Linked DNA regions of Mus musculus: regions 2 and 3 are each linked to region 1. The links are chromatin contacts, called in public HiChIP or PLAC-seq maps. All regions are on one chromosome and are shown on one strand. The core of a region is the stretch at or near the end of the contact, and the rest is flanking DNA. Distances in the headings are between cores, read along the strand shown. Region 1 has its middle 59 kb from the start of Gm32998. Region 2 has its middle 94 kb from the start of Gm46567. Region 3 has its middle 51 kb from the start of Gm46567.

What was found. HiChIP or PLAC-seq counts read pairs in DNA pulled down with a chosen protein or histone mark.
Region 2: an H3K4me3 HiChIP or PLAC-seq map of embryonic basal ganglia shows a contact between it and region 1, with 4 times the contacts expected there. The contact joins two enhancer-like sites. A contact is called at or near these places in 2 of 15 datasets of contacts at CTCF or cohesin (the NIH/3T3 cell line and large pre-B cells), 1 of 484 Hi-C or Micro-C datasets (bone marrow-derived macrophages), 10 of 115 datasets of contacts at active chromatin or transcription factors (craniofacial prominence, embryonic basal ganglia, embryonic forebrain and 6 more) and 3 of 9 other capture datasets (embryonic stem cells, embryonic tail and embryonic trunk).
Region 3: a contact with region 1 is called in an H3K4me3 HiChIP or PLAC-seq map of embryonic basal ganglia, with 5 times the contacts expected there. The contact joins two enhancer-like sites. A contact is called at or near these places in 1 of 484 Hi-C or Micro-C datasets (bone marrow-derived macrophages), 4 of 115 datasets of contacts at active chromatin or transcription factors (craniofacial prominence, embryonic basal ganglia and embryonic stem cells) and 1 of 9 other capture datasets (embryonic tail).

Annotation. Positions count from the first base shown.
Region 1 is chr16:30,127,336-30,131,688 of GRCm38.p6, forward strand. No RefSeq gene overlaps it. Among named protein-coding and RNA genes, the nearest start is that of Gm32998, 59 kb to the left of the region's middle. Within about 2 kb of position 2,341, at least 21 of the 459 cell types and tissues checked have an H3K27ac peak or open chromatin away from gene starts, as enhancers often do. A contact at or near this core is called in embryonic basal ganglia, where this site is marked.
Region 2 is chr16:29,717,711-29,722,063 of GRCm38.p6, forward strand. No RefSeq gene overlaps it. Among named protein-coding and RNA genes, the nearest start is that of Gm46567, 94 kb to the right of the region's middle. Within about 2 kb of position 2,516, at least 46 of the 459 cell types and tissues checked have an H3K27ac peak or open chromatin away from gene starts, as enhancers often do. A contact at or near this core is called in embryonic basal ganglia, where this site is marked.
Region 3 is chr16:29,760,218-29,764,570 of GRCm38.p6, forward strand. No RefSeq gene overlaps it. Among named protein-coding and RNA genes, the nearest start is that of Gm46567, 51 kb to the right of the region's middle. Within about 2 kb of position 1,789, at least 52 of the 459 cell types and tissues checked have an H3K27ac peak or open chromatin away from gene starts, as enhancers often do. A contact at or near this core is called in embryonic basal ganglia, where this site is marked.

The DNA of each region.
Region 1 (4,353 bases), core at 1,091-3,590:
TCAGAAGGAGTGGGGGACGGTGGGGGGGTGGGTGGGAGGGAGCATCATCACTGATAAGGACTTCGGTGAAGATTGGAGAAGCAGCCAGCTCTGGCCTTGGTTCCTTTTTGATGTCTCTCCAGCATTCCGGGAGCCATCTTAAATCGAATGCTATGTACTCGAGATCAGAAATGAGATCAGGACTCTGAGGAGTCACAGGAGCCTGTGGTACCTCCCTCTCCATCCCACTGTTTCCTTCACAAGATTGATCTTCACATTTGTCACATCCACACACTTTGGGGGCCACCATCTCTTGGTCTTGGGGACCAGGGCTGTATAAGTGGTACTGACACACATGCAGTCGTGGCTCTCTTATGACTGTGGCTCTCTTCTGGCTGCAGTCACTATGAAGCTGCAGTTTCAAGTTCCCAATGCTTTGGTTTCCCCTCCATAGTGAGCTGTAACCTGTACTGTGAGCCGTAAGTAAGGCCTTTCTCCCTTAAGTTGCTTCGGTCAGAGTATTTTAACACAACAGAAGAGCAACTAAGACAGAGGGAAAGTTGCATTAAAAAAAAAAGTGTTTTCTTTTTTTTTTTTCTTTCCGAGACAGGGTTTCTCTGTATAGCCCTGGCTATCCTAGAACCCACTTTGTAGACCAGGCTGGCCTCGAACTCAGAGATCCACCTGCCTCTGCCTCCCGAGTGCTGGGATTAAAGGCATGCGCCACCACGCCCGGCTAAAAAGTGTTTTCTTTTCTTTCTTTTTTTCTTTTTTCTCTTTGCTGTGGTCTCAATGTGTCATGTCAGGTTGCCAATTTTACTGCAGATATGAGACCATTTACCTCCCAACTAGAATTTTCTTTTTGCAGCCCACTCCCACATCGCTTTCATTTGCTCTCGCCAGAACAGAAGCACTCACTGCCTTGAGCCAGCCGTGACTCTTGGTCACATGCTCCAGCCTCTTCAGAATGGGGCTCACCCAGGTGACCCCTCCTCTGGAAGCTTCTTGGTGTCAATAGCCGGGCGGCCTGTGAGTAAGAAAGGATATCATGGGGTCTTTGGGTCATTGGTGTTTCTTCAGATGCTGCCGTCCTGTAGTCTGGAATCTCCAGTCTAGTTTGAATGGAAGGCACAGCCTCTTGAGACCACTAGTGCCCCATTTACTCAAATGAAGCCATAAAGCACTTGTGTATCTCTGACTCCTGGGATCCTGTAGCCCTGGAGCACATAGGATGCTCTACAAGGATGAAGAAGCAAGTAATGGCAGTTGTTCTGGTATCGCCTGCCCCACTGTCTTGCTGGACTCCATTCACAAAATAGAGACAAAATCCACAAGAATATCAAGATTGTGCTATCAGAGCACTGATATAAACATGCCCTCTTCTAAGCACGGGGCCTATCAGAAGGACCTTGTGGTCACGTGTCATTTAACTCTCACACTTACAGGTCTAAGGACTTTAAGGGTGTAGACATGGTGTCTCAGGTAAGCTCAATTGGGTCCCTTCCTCACTACACCCTGGACCCCACAAGGCCCAATGATGCATCATCCCCACACAGAAGGTGGAGCCTCCCTACCTTCTCTGTTGGAGACCGAGTTGCTAAATGACACTGGGTGCGAAGGGGAAGGATGGGTGGAAATCAGCACTGTGCAGCCAGAACACAGAGGAAGGGGAGCCTTATCAAGGAAACGCTAAGATGACGAGAATCAAAAGAGGAAACCCAGAGCGCAACCATAGCCTCGTGGTGTTCTTCTTCCTCTGCAAAAGAATCAGTTAAAGAAACGTATCATGGAAGGGATCTCTTTTGACACAAGCACACACTCTAGAGCCCGGACCATCTGTGGTGCTGCAAGAAGGGACAAGTCCCAGATCCTCTCCCTTCTTGATCTAAGGCTCTCAGCAGATCTCCTAGCCTCTGGGAGCCTCAACTTGCTTACCTCTAAAATGGAGTCAGGATTCCTCATTGGGAAGGTGGAGTCCTTGTGAGAATAAAAGTGAATAAATGTCTATCCAGAGTGGTCAGCTGTAAGCCATGGTGTGTGCACACATACGACCGAATTGGTGTCCTGGGTACAGACAGTCTCTCTCGCCCACAGACACCATCAGGAAATTTCAGTCCGGGCAGAGTGATTTACAAAGCCTGCTCAGAAGTGGAGTCAATTAAGGTCAGCTTTCTATGTTGCTAAACAACAGGGGATTCCGGGTTCAGCGACGTTGAAAGGCAGGCCCAACATACCCCTTGAAACCAGGCCTTTGAGAGGGTTCAAAGGACCGGGAAACAAAAGCCCGTCTTTGTGGTGTTTTCACTCTTCCCCCATTGTCCTCTTTCACCCTCTCAGGGCCTTCCTGTAAAGAAAGGGGCTGCTAATGTGCTGAGAGGGAGTTGAAGATTGTCTAGGGCCAACAATGTTGGCACATTCTGCCGGGCCTCATTACAGAACCATCTGAAATGCTCAAGAAGTATTTCCCATTCATTAGCATAAATAGCAGAAAAACTCTTTCACAAACAAAGCAGGTTCCATCTGCCCCCAGTATGTTCTCACCTTGACTTCAAATGGCCAGTCCCTCCCCCAGCACAATACCCGGGGCGCCGGCCTCCGAGGCCCAAGCACCCCACTTCAGAATCGTATTCAGTGTAATATCAACACGGTAACCTGCATGTTTATTCATTGGCCAGCCCCCCGCCTTTTAATGGAGTCCCCTTCCCATTGTGGCCACTTGATTCTTTCACAGACCTGAAAGGGACAGGGAGGGAGAGGCTTGCTCTCCAAGCCCTGGGGATCCTTAGCAACCCACACCTTGGGAGTGGGTTGACCAGGCTAATTAGGTTTGTTCTGCCTTTTTGGCCCGAGCATATTTTGTCAGGTATTGCGCTATGGGATTAAAGAGTCATTAATCACCCGGGCCCTACGCTGACAAGATGGCAGGTTACAGCCATTTCCCTGGTGTTAGCTGGAACCAAGGCCAGATCTGTTTTGCATTCCACTGCAGAAGACTGTATTGAGGGCTGGTCTCCCACTCTGCCCCCAGAGGCCAGCAGCCTGAACCCCAGGCTCCAAGGAAGCTGGTGCCAGGACAGGCTGGCTCACAGCAGCAGGTGGGGAGGGCTTGTTCTGGAAGGGTATATCACAAGACAATATTGTGTGAAGTAATGGAGGGTGAGGGGCCAAAGACATCTCTCTAAAGAAACTGCTCAGGCTGAAGAGAAAGGAAAGTTGCCTAAGAACACACAGGAAAGTCACTGTGGGAGTCAAGATTAGAACTCCTGTTGACCTCTACATTACTGCATTAAATCTAAAGTTAGACTTCTTTTCCTTGAGTACGGGGGAAATTGAACCTAGAGCCTTTGTGTGTTCAGCAAGTGCTCTAACTCTGAGCCGCACCCCAAGCTTCCAATGTTGGTTTTCTATAGTTGTTTTGAACATAATTCATTCTGCTGCATGAAGTGATGCAGAGTGCCCGGCCAGCCTAGGACCTAGAGCAAAATCCTTCCTGTTAGCAAGTTCTGCAGAAGACTCACACAGCGCTGGGGACTTGGCACACATGATTTAGTCACTGAGCTCTCATTCCATATGACAATTTTCCTTAGTAGGTGATAGCATTCCCATCTTTTTTTTTGCAGAGACAAACCAAGTCCCGGAAAGGAAATGTGGTTATGCGGGGCTTCTCTTTCCTTCCTTCTCTCAAATTTCACTATGATTTATGCAAGTCTCTCTTTTACCTTTTAGGTGTCTGGCAAGGTTAATTCTGCTGTTTAAACTTTCTTAGTTTATTCATGACTGTGGCAAGCGTTTATGGAGTAACTATGATAGCAAGTTCTGGGAGAGGTGAGATTTTAAAAGCCAGTTATGGAGGACATTTAAGAATTAATTCTTAATACAGGAGGATGCTGTAGACCTCTTCAGCCTCCAAGTTGTGTACGGGTGTGATTTTGACTAAGTAAGAACTAGAATTGAAATGTCACTGACGGACTCTCCTCCTTGTTTCCATAGGGGTTCAGGAAGCTGTCTGTCAGAAGGATGTGACAGCTACCTGGGACACGCTGGCCCTTCTGCAGCCTGGCATGAAAGGGCAGGGTGCTCTCAGGTGAGGGCTGGTGTTTTGAGTGCATGCAACTGAGTAATCAAGGGAGCATTGGGCAATTAGTTCCATGGGCTTCGAGGACAGAAGGAGGCAGGGGAGTGTGGAGAGATGCGCAGAGTCTTCCTCTGGTGACTGGATACAAAGGTCACATGGGGCCAACCCAGATGGATCTCCAGCTTCCATGCGGCTCACGTTGCTCTAGATCAGTGGTTCTCAGCCTTCCTAATGTGGCGACCCTTTAATACACTTCCTCATGCTGTGGTGACCCCCAAACCGTAAAATTATTTTCACTG
Region 2 (4,353 bases), core at 1,266-3,765, 410 kb before region 1:
TGGCACTGGGTGAGCTAGCATGGGAAGTGCTGAAGAGCTGACCCTGATGGTGTGGGTGTGAGAGAGGTGGCATGCTGACCGCCTCAGCTACCACTCAGCCCAGATCCAGGGCTTAGAATTGGCCCATCCCAACATCTACCCCATCTATGAACTGCTGGAGCCATGAAGGGGTGGATCCTGCAGATCCAAGGTTGCAGGATCTCCATGACACAGGGCAACAACTGGATATCTGAGAGGAGTCCTGGGAAGATCCAGGATTGATGGAGTAGCAGAAACCAGGGACCTAGAACCAGACCAATGACTCATCGCAGTGAACATTTGCAAGCAAAGATGTATGGACAAAAGGCTATACTGTGGGACAGACTGATGTACTGCAGATTCCACCACAAGATAGGGGTTTGTTTGTCTGTTTGTTTGTTTTGTTCTTTTTTCCTTTTTCTTGGGGGGGGGTTGCAAGGGCAGAGGGCTGATATGAAAGGAAGGGTTGACGAATGAGAGAATAATGTGAAATTTACAAAGAATAAATAAAGAGAAACAAACAAAAACAATCTTAGAAATAAATAAATAAGAAAGACGTGGTGGTTCTCGCCATTTGACCCAGGACTCAAGAGTATGTCTGTGAGTCTGAGGCCAACAGAGTGAATTTCAGACCAGTGAGATATCGATTATTGAAAGAAAGGAAGGAAGGAAGGAAGGAAGGAAGGAAGAAAGAAAGAAAGAAAGAAAGAAAGAAAGAAAGAAAGAAAGAAAGAAAGAAAGAAAGAGAAAAAGGAAGAAAGGAAGAAAGAAGGAGAAAAGAAAGAAAGAGATGGGGAAAAGGGATTGTTATTTGTAAGCCTAGTATGGTGTCAAACACCTGTAAACCCAGCACCTAAAGGTAGAGAACAGATGATCTTGAGTTAAGCTGGGCTAAGGGCCACTGGAGACGCCATCTCAAACAGAACAACAGTTTCAACAATAAAAACTCCAGACAAAAAGATTCCAGAGACGAACCAGACGGCTCCATGGCTAAGGCATGCTAGCCAAACAAGCCTGATGTCTTGAGGTTTGATCCCTGGAATCCATGTAAAGGTGGAACAGAGAATAGATGTGTCCCCTGGTAAGCATGCCCCCTCCCTTATAGGAACACAATAACAACTGAAAACAGAGTCCTTAAGGGGTCTCGGGAGCCCCGGGAGTCTGAGCTCAGAGGAGATATAGGGTGCAGGGCTTCACCATTCCTAAGGGCAAACCTGGGACTGTAAAGCAGCCACCCAGGGCTCTCTGCTCTTCAAACAGCAGCACAAATGTCAGGGGCCATCAGCCACAACCCCCTCTCCCCTGACGTGGGGAAATAAGGTTGTTCAGAGCCCAGGAATGCAAGCACTCAGGTCATGGTGAGCCGCAGCCCACACAATCTCCACCCGACGCTTCGTCTATTACAGCTAATTTCTTTCAGCTGTCAGGTATAAAGGGCGCTGTATATAAACTCCGCACTCGCCTTGCAATCTTTCATCTACCAATCCAGAAGTGCTTCAGATTTTATGGAAGGACCTGTGGAGGCAAGCAAGGTTAATGGCTCACCAAAGGTCATGGGTTAGAGAAGCAGCAACGTGGAGACTGTGCTATTGGCCCTGACAACCTTCCCGCACCCTCTCTGGCCTTCTTTCCCCAAGTGTTCCTGGAGGAGTCACAGAGCAATAGCTGAGATGATCTTTTTTCTTTTCTTATCCTTTCTGACGGAAGGAAAAGACCATCTGAGCCAATGACCGCTTTCTAAAACTGTCAATAGTGTATGTAAGTGGTCTGGGGAGGCTTGCTCTCTGTGGTGGTCGTATTGTCCATGTGTTCCCACTACAGTCTTTTAAACCATGAGCCCCTTAAGGTTTCTCATTTCTGAGGTCATCAGTGCCCTTTCTAACCCAGAGCCCAGTGTGTGAAGGCGCCAGAGGAACAGGATCTGCTGTGAGCTTAGCCCGGCGCTCCTTCTGCCCCTTCATGCTCAGTTTGAGAGCCTGGTGGCCGTTACTGTTTGCTTTACAGCCTCTTACTCTAACAATTCCCTCCATGGTAGACCCTCAGAGTAAGGTCCTCATAAACTCCTTCAGCTTGAGAGTTTCCAGAGACAGAGAGAATATTAATTTTGTTGACAAATTTCCTTGTCCCAAAGGCCCCGATCTTAAAGGCTTTGTGCAAACCCACAGTACTGGGTTCTCTTGCTTGCTTTGCGCCCCTAATCAGTCTTGTCATGAGTTCTTCCAGTATTGTTTTAACACGGCCTCCTAGCCTGGGAGCCAGAGGACCCTTTTGGAGTGAGCTATGCTGTATGTGTGTATATTTTTTTAAAAAAATGGTCATCGCCCTTCTCGCTGTGGCCGCCATCATTTTTCAATGGAGGTGTTGCCATAGAGATGTTGTCCGATCCATCTCTATTGATCGCTCCCTTGAAAGGGGCCTTGAATAGCCTCTGAGGTAGGTAAATGTATGCAGTGACATTGAGCGGATGATTCTATTCTGAAAAATTCCGGCACCATTTGTTTTGTGCTTGTCTGAGGGCTGGGACACGGTGTTGGGTTTTGTTGCACGCGCTCCCCTCACAGGCCTGGAGTTAATGCAAGCCTTGTTTGGAGTCACTGAAGCAGAAATTTCTCTGCTGCCAAGGACAAAAGCCTCACAGGCCACCTCGGAGGCTGCTTGGGGAAGGCCACGTCTCCGGGGCTCCCAAAGGAAATGGGAGATAACTGGGATCCGCGCCCTCGATGGCACCCAGCCTTCCCTGGCTGCCCTGGCGCTTCTGGCCTGCGGGATGCCCTCTGGTGAGGTGCACCGCTTTAGCCATCAAATGTTTCCCTCTGTTTGCCTTTCTGCTGCCAGCTGAGAGAAATCCCCTGGAAGAAGTGATGCTCTTCTGTGTGATGAGACGGGAACTCACACAGTTCCCCACCCTATCTTCGCTGAGGTGTGGAGCAAGAGAAGGGAACACAGTAAAACAACCCTGGTTTCCTTGCGGTCAGACCCTTGTATGGAAACCAAGTGACAATCGGTCTAGACAGTAGGGAGCTGGGGAAAGGATTTATTAAGTGCCTTGGAACAGTGTCCCACACTTGGGAAACTGTAACACACGAACTTTATTGAGCCCACGAATGAACGAATGTTCAAAGGCATGCATCATGCTGGAAGTTTCCAGAAATACAGTTTCCATTTATTCTCCCCAAACCCCGTGACACAGTAGTTATTAGCTGTTTCTTATTTTAAAACAAAAGGCCGAAGTGATTTGTCCCAGGCTGCACGGTTATTCTGTGGTGGCTGCTACATGGATTTGGATCTGACTCCACTGCATTTTCCTCAAGACTACTGGGACCCCTCCACCCTCAACCCCCCTGGAGCTGGGGTCGGTGAACCCATTTTCTCTAGCCGCCTTTGCCCTCACCAGCCAGCCCCTGCTTGGTGTTGGGAGATCATAGAAGGAAGGGCATGAGGACACCTTGGGAAACTGCAGCGACGAAGGCTTTTCCTAGATCTCAGGGTTAAGTACGGAACAGTTTCTGCAACAGAGATTCTGGGCCACACATATGCTTTGCTGGTAAGCTGCACATGTGTATCCGGTCCCTGAAGGCTGGGAGAGGAAAGGAGGGAGGGAAGATGAAAGGGAGGACTGGAGGAAGGGACGATGGGAGGGAGGACTGGAGGGAGGATGGGGAGGGGAGGACAGGAGGGAGGGAAGATGAAAGGGAGGACTGGAGGGAGGGACGATGGGAGGGAGGACTGGAGGGAGGATGGGGAGGGGAGGATGGGGAGGGAGGACGGGAGGGAGGACGGAAGGACTGGCTTTGTCCCAGTCTTAAAGAACTTTAAGGTGTGTGTCTGGGACACAGGGTTCACAGCACCTGTTCATTTCCACATTCACTCGTTCAGCCTAATTCTTCCATTCCTTTGTCTCTCAGTATATGCTGCTGAGCTGGACACAAGCCAGACACAAGCATTTGATGCATCTAATGCAAAGGCTGCAGGCATGACTAAGGTACATTCCCTTTCTCATGAACTCAGAAATGTCAAATAACAAACATAACCGTGAACATCTATCTGCCCTTCATAGCTTACATCTCTTTTCCGGTCTTTACTATGTACCCACAGAGTAGGAATTTTTGCTGAATCCATTTCACTGACAAGGTGAGTGACACCCTGAGTTGTCCAGAGTGAGTAAGTGGTGTGATGGACTTGAACCCCAGTACTTTAATCCCAAGTTTGGCAAGGAGGAATTTCCCAGAATCCTCAGCTTGTCTTCTTGCTAGCATCCTTGGCTAACAAAGCCAGATGACTCCTGAAACATCCCTCTGACTTCTTCAAGAGGCTTTGGGTGTGAAGGCATTTTCT
Region 3 (4,353 bases), core at 539-3,038, 370 kb before region 1:
ATTATTTAAAAGTTATAAAATGAGATTAGAACAGTTACTGAAATATATCCTATCTCCCTATCTTTACAGAGGCATATTGTAAGAGCCAAAAACTCCAATTCTAGCTTAAAATTCTCAAATTCCAGGAATTTTGCCCCAGAACTTGGTAGCAGAAGAGAAGCGTGCCTCTGGCCCATACCCAGGCCCTTTCTTTTCCCTCCTCCTTCAATAACCTTGTCTGCAAGAAGCCTCAGATGCCCACACAGGCACACATCTGGACGTATGGTTCAAAGTCAAAGCTATTTTCCAAATCCCCTGAGCACTGCTGCCCGCTTGCTCACTCTGATCCTAGCAATGTGTACTGCTGTAGCCCAACCCAGATTCTCAAAGACAGACCTGAGGAAAGGCCCGGGCAGGTCCTAAAAGCACCCATCTGTGTTTCATTGGGGAATCTGGGAGCCCTCGGTATACAAAAGAGAGTCCACAATATGAACTTACTGACTCCTTATGACTGTGGAGACAGGCATGGCCCTGTAAAGAGTGGGGCTCATCTTTCCCAGACATAAGGGTGGAACTACTGCACCGGCACCAGCCTTAGGGGTTAAGATGCCCTGAGGGGTTAGGGTTTGGAAGCTTGCCCTTCCTTATCTACCCAAGGGCAGATGGTGACATTCAGAAGGTCCATGGCCATTCCTCTGCCCAGCTCTTGGATAGCAAGAGCCTTGTCTTGTCACTATTGATAGCAACTAGCACTGTCCTCCAAGGCCTGCATATTCACAAGGTGTCTTCATCATTCCGGCTGTGGTATGCGAAGTGAAAGCCATGCAGTTCCCATCTCTAAAGCAGACACTTGTATACAGCAGGAGGCCCTGAGTGGGCAAAGTCTTGAGTGGATTTGTATTGTTGATACAGGTACAGTCATGTCTAGGACCCCATAGCCTCAGGCTCAGAGAGAGAAATGGCAAAGCCTTCCTCAAGGAGCCAAGTGTGCAAGTGTGAGCACTGACAGTGTGTGCAAAAAAAGTCCACCATAGCCTCCTACCCCTTCCAGATACTCATGACTTGAAGACTGCTCCCTTACAGAGACTGTCCTATGAAGAGTAGCTAAACCTACGTCGTTGGTGTGGCTGAGTACCATTAACCCTGTTTTTTTATTCAGCTATTTGCAATAACCATGCCTCCCCTTTCCACTCCGTGTAATAAACACACTAGACTTCTGAGAGACGGTGGCTTCTCCAGCAGAGAGCACAGACCACCAGATCCCAGCCCTCTGTCTGTGTGCCAGTCTGTCAGACTATTCTTCATTCCTTGCCACAGCGGTCAGGTCAGATTCTGGAGCTAGACTGGATGTGGCAAGCGTGAGCCGAACCATTTCCAAAGTCACGGAAGCCAGTGATTTGTGGCTCCCAAGAGCCTCACTTTTTTTTTTTCTTTGCAATCACAGGTTCTCAACCACGAGCATTAAAATCTTCTAGGAGATTTTAAAAAGTTCCAGCACCCTGACCCTCCTCAAAGAGACCCCACTCAGTTGTTCTGGGATGCTGCAGGAAATCTCTCTGGGTGAATGTCATGGACGGCCAGGGCTGGGAACCACAGTTGGAACGGGATGGAAACAACTCCCCCAACACCACCCCCCTTACTCACAGTGGAGCAAGACAGATGCCTGGCCCAGACACGCAACAGCTGTAGGCCAGGCTAGACACCCAGATCCACGGCGGGGGTCCTTTGCTTACTCTCCAGGAAGAGGGGAATAAACAGAGCCCATTTCCTGGCCTCCCAGCTCCTCACCTCCTCATCCAATTTCCCAGGCTCCAGCTGAAAGCCCAAGGGAGAGGAGGCAGAACAGGCAGCTGTCTAATCTAGGTGGATTTTCTCAGGGGTGGGGGAGGCTGATTTTGGCTCCAGTCTTCCTCTTTCCTCACAGCTGGAGCTGGAACAGCCTGAGAGAGTGGGGCAGCGAGCCCAGCTGCTGGCTGTTGTTCCCCTGTTATCTCTCTCTCCTGACAGCTGCAAATCTGTTGCGGGGTGTGTATGTCCATCCAAGTGTGAGAGCATATTCCAGCAGAGAAAAACAAGATGGGAGCGTGAGGTTTCCTGCTCCACCAGAATCAGCACCTCTTAAGCCCTTTCCGAACCCCCCCCCCACTTCCCCTAGCCCATGTGATGCCTCTCCCTTCCAGCAAGCATCCGTGAGCACCCGGCATCCCTCTCTCTCTCACTGTGATCAACAGTGACAATTGCTACCCTCTGGCTAAGTGAATACCATGCACTCAGGTGGTTTCCTAAGTGTTGGAGGCTGGAGGTTCGATTCAACTCTCAGAACAGCTCTAGGATGGTGGCACACATCAGCATTTCTGTCTTGCACGAGGAAGCCAGGAGCAGAGTCAATATTTAACGTGAGCTCACATAGCTGCAGAGATTCTGATGCAGCCTACGGCCCTGCCCCAGTTCTGTTCTGCCTCCTGGCAGTGATTGGTAAGGAAGAACCACTCCAGGAGAGCAAGACCAATTTTGCCTCTGATGTCTTGTGTAAGTTTATTGTCTATATTGGAACTCTTCTTGGACAGTGTTGGCTGAACCTCTAAGTCACAGAGGTGAAGTACCTGTCGTTGTCCCCCAAAGTGCTGCTTCTGAAGCCCTGAAGGACCATTACCTGACAGGAGAATTACAGAGTGCAGCAGTGTAGGACTGGGCCCCAGAGATAACAGCAATATGCAAAAGAACAGAACAGAGTCCCTGATGGTTTGGCCACATTCATAGACCTGTCCCTCCCAGGTGCTGTCATTTGCTCATTGGAAGCACAGGTGCACTGGGCAGTTTGCTCAGGGTTTGCTAGATTGTGTTGACTGACCATATGTCACTGTCCTCGAGGAGGACTCAGAGGAACACTGCCACGATGGCAGGTAGGTACCTGAACACATCTTATCAGCCAAGCCTTTGAAGCTTTTGGTGTTGGGTGTTTTCTCCTGAGCTTACTGGCCGAGGACTTGGATAGGTGCTGGGATGGGGTCATCTGCTGAGAGGAGAGTGACAGTGAGCAGCCAAGAGCTTGACCTCAGCTGCCCGTGCCTTAAGGAAGGAGGCATCAGCCAAATGGAAGCCTAACCCATCTGATGGGCAGTACAGCTGATGGCTCCCTGGCCACCTCATTTACATCAGAGTAGCCTTTGAACTTTCTTTTCTCCCTTGAGTCATGTTTCATTCCCACTTGTTTAGTTCCCAGTGGTATAGAAAAATCCTATTTCTCCCTTACCAGGTTTTAAATTGTCACTCATCAGCACACCAACAAAGGAATTTTTTCCCCTTGAGGTAAAATTAAACCCTGCTTTGCAAAACTGGACGTTCTCTGATGTATTAAGCTGTAAATGCTCATGAAATGTCCATTGAAATAGAGATTCTGGCTCACCCATCTGTCCTGAGTACAGGATTGTCCACTTCGATAAAAAAAATTTATATATTATGCATACAATGTTCCCACTGCTTGGATGCCTGCAGGCCAGAAGAGGGCACCAGATCTCGTTACGGAGGTTGTGAGCTACCATATGGTTGCTGGGAATTGAACTCAGGACCTCTGGAAGAACAGCCAGTGCTCTTAACCTCTGAGGCATCTCTCCAGCACAGACTTTACACTTTTAACAAGCTTCCCGGCAATGTCAATGCTGCTGGCACAAGATAACACTTTGGGGCACACAATTATCAAGTGTCTGTGAGACACACACGAATCCGAAGCCTGGAAAACACAGAGAGAGCCATTTCTGGCTTGTGTACGTACTATGAGCACATCAAATGGCCCTGACAGGAGCCTTCAGCAGCCATAGATGGTTTCCTCTCCTTGGAAGCTTAGCCCCAATCCCAGTGCACCCAGCCACACCTCTGCTCCCACCGCTGCTTAAGTGAATCTTGCCCTGAACCCCTGAGCCATGTCTGCTGGGAAGCCTGGGCTGGCTGGAGAATCATCCCCCCCCCCCCCCCATTTCTGATGCATGACAGCTTAGCCACACCCTCAGCACACCTGCCTTCAGCTGTGTTTGTTGAGAACACACACACACACACACACACACACACACACACACACACACACACACACGCCATTGAGGAGTTGCCTCCTTAGAGGTTTTTAATCTTTCCCTGGTGACCCTTTCCTGTTTGGGTCTGAGGGCTGGATTTACTTCCAAGAGAGGACCTAGGCTTCAGAGAAAGAAATGTAAATTAGCAAGAGACCTAAGGTCTTTGATGACTCTACAACAACAAGTCTGATTTCCTTCTTAATCACAGTGGGTCATATAAAAACAATCCCTTTTGAATGCTAAATCCACTTGACTCCTGGCAGTCTCACAAGGGTTGGCCTAACCCTGCAGTACACAGTGGGACCAA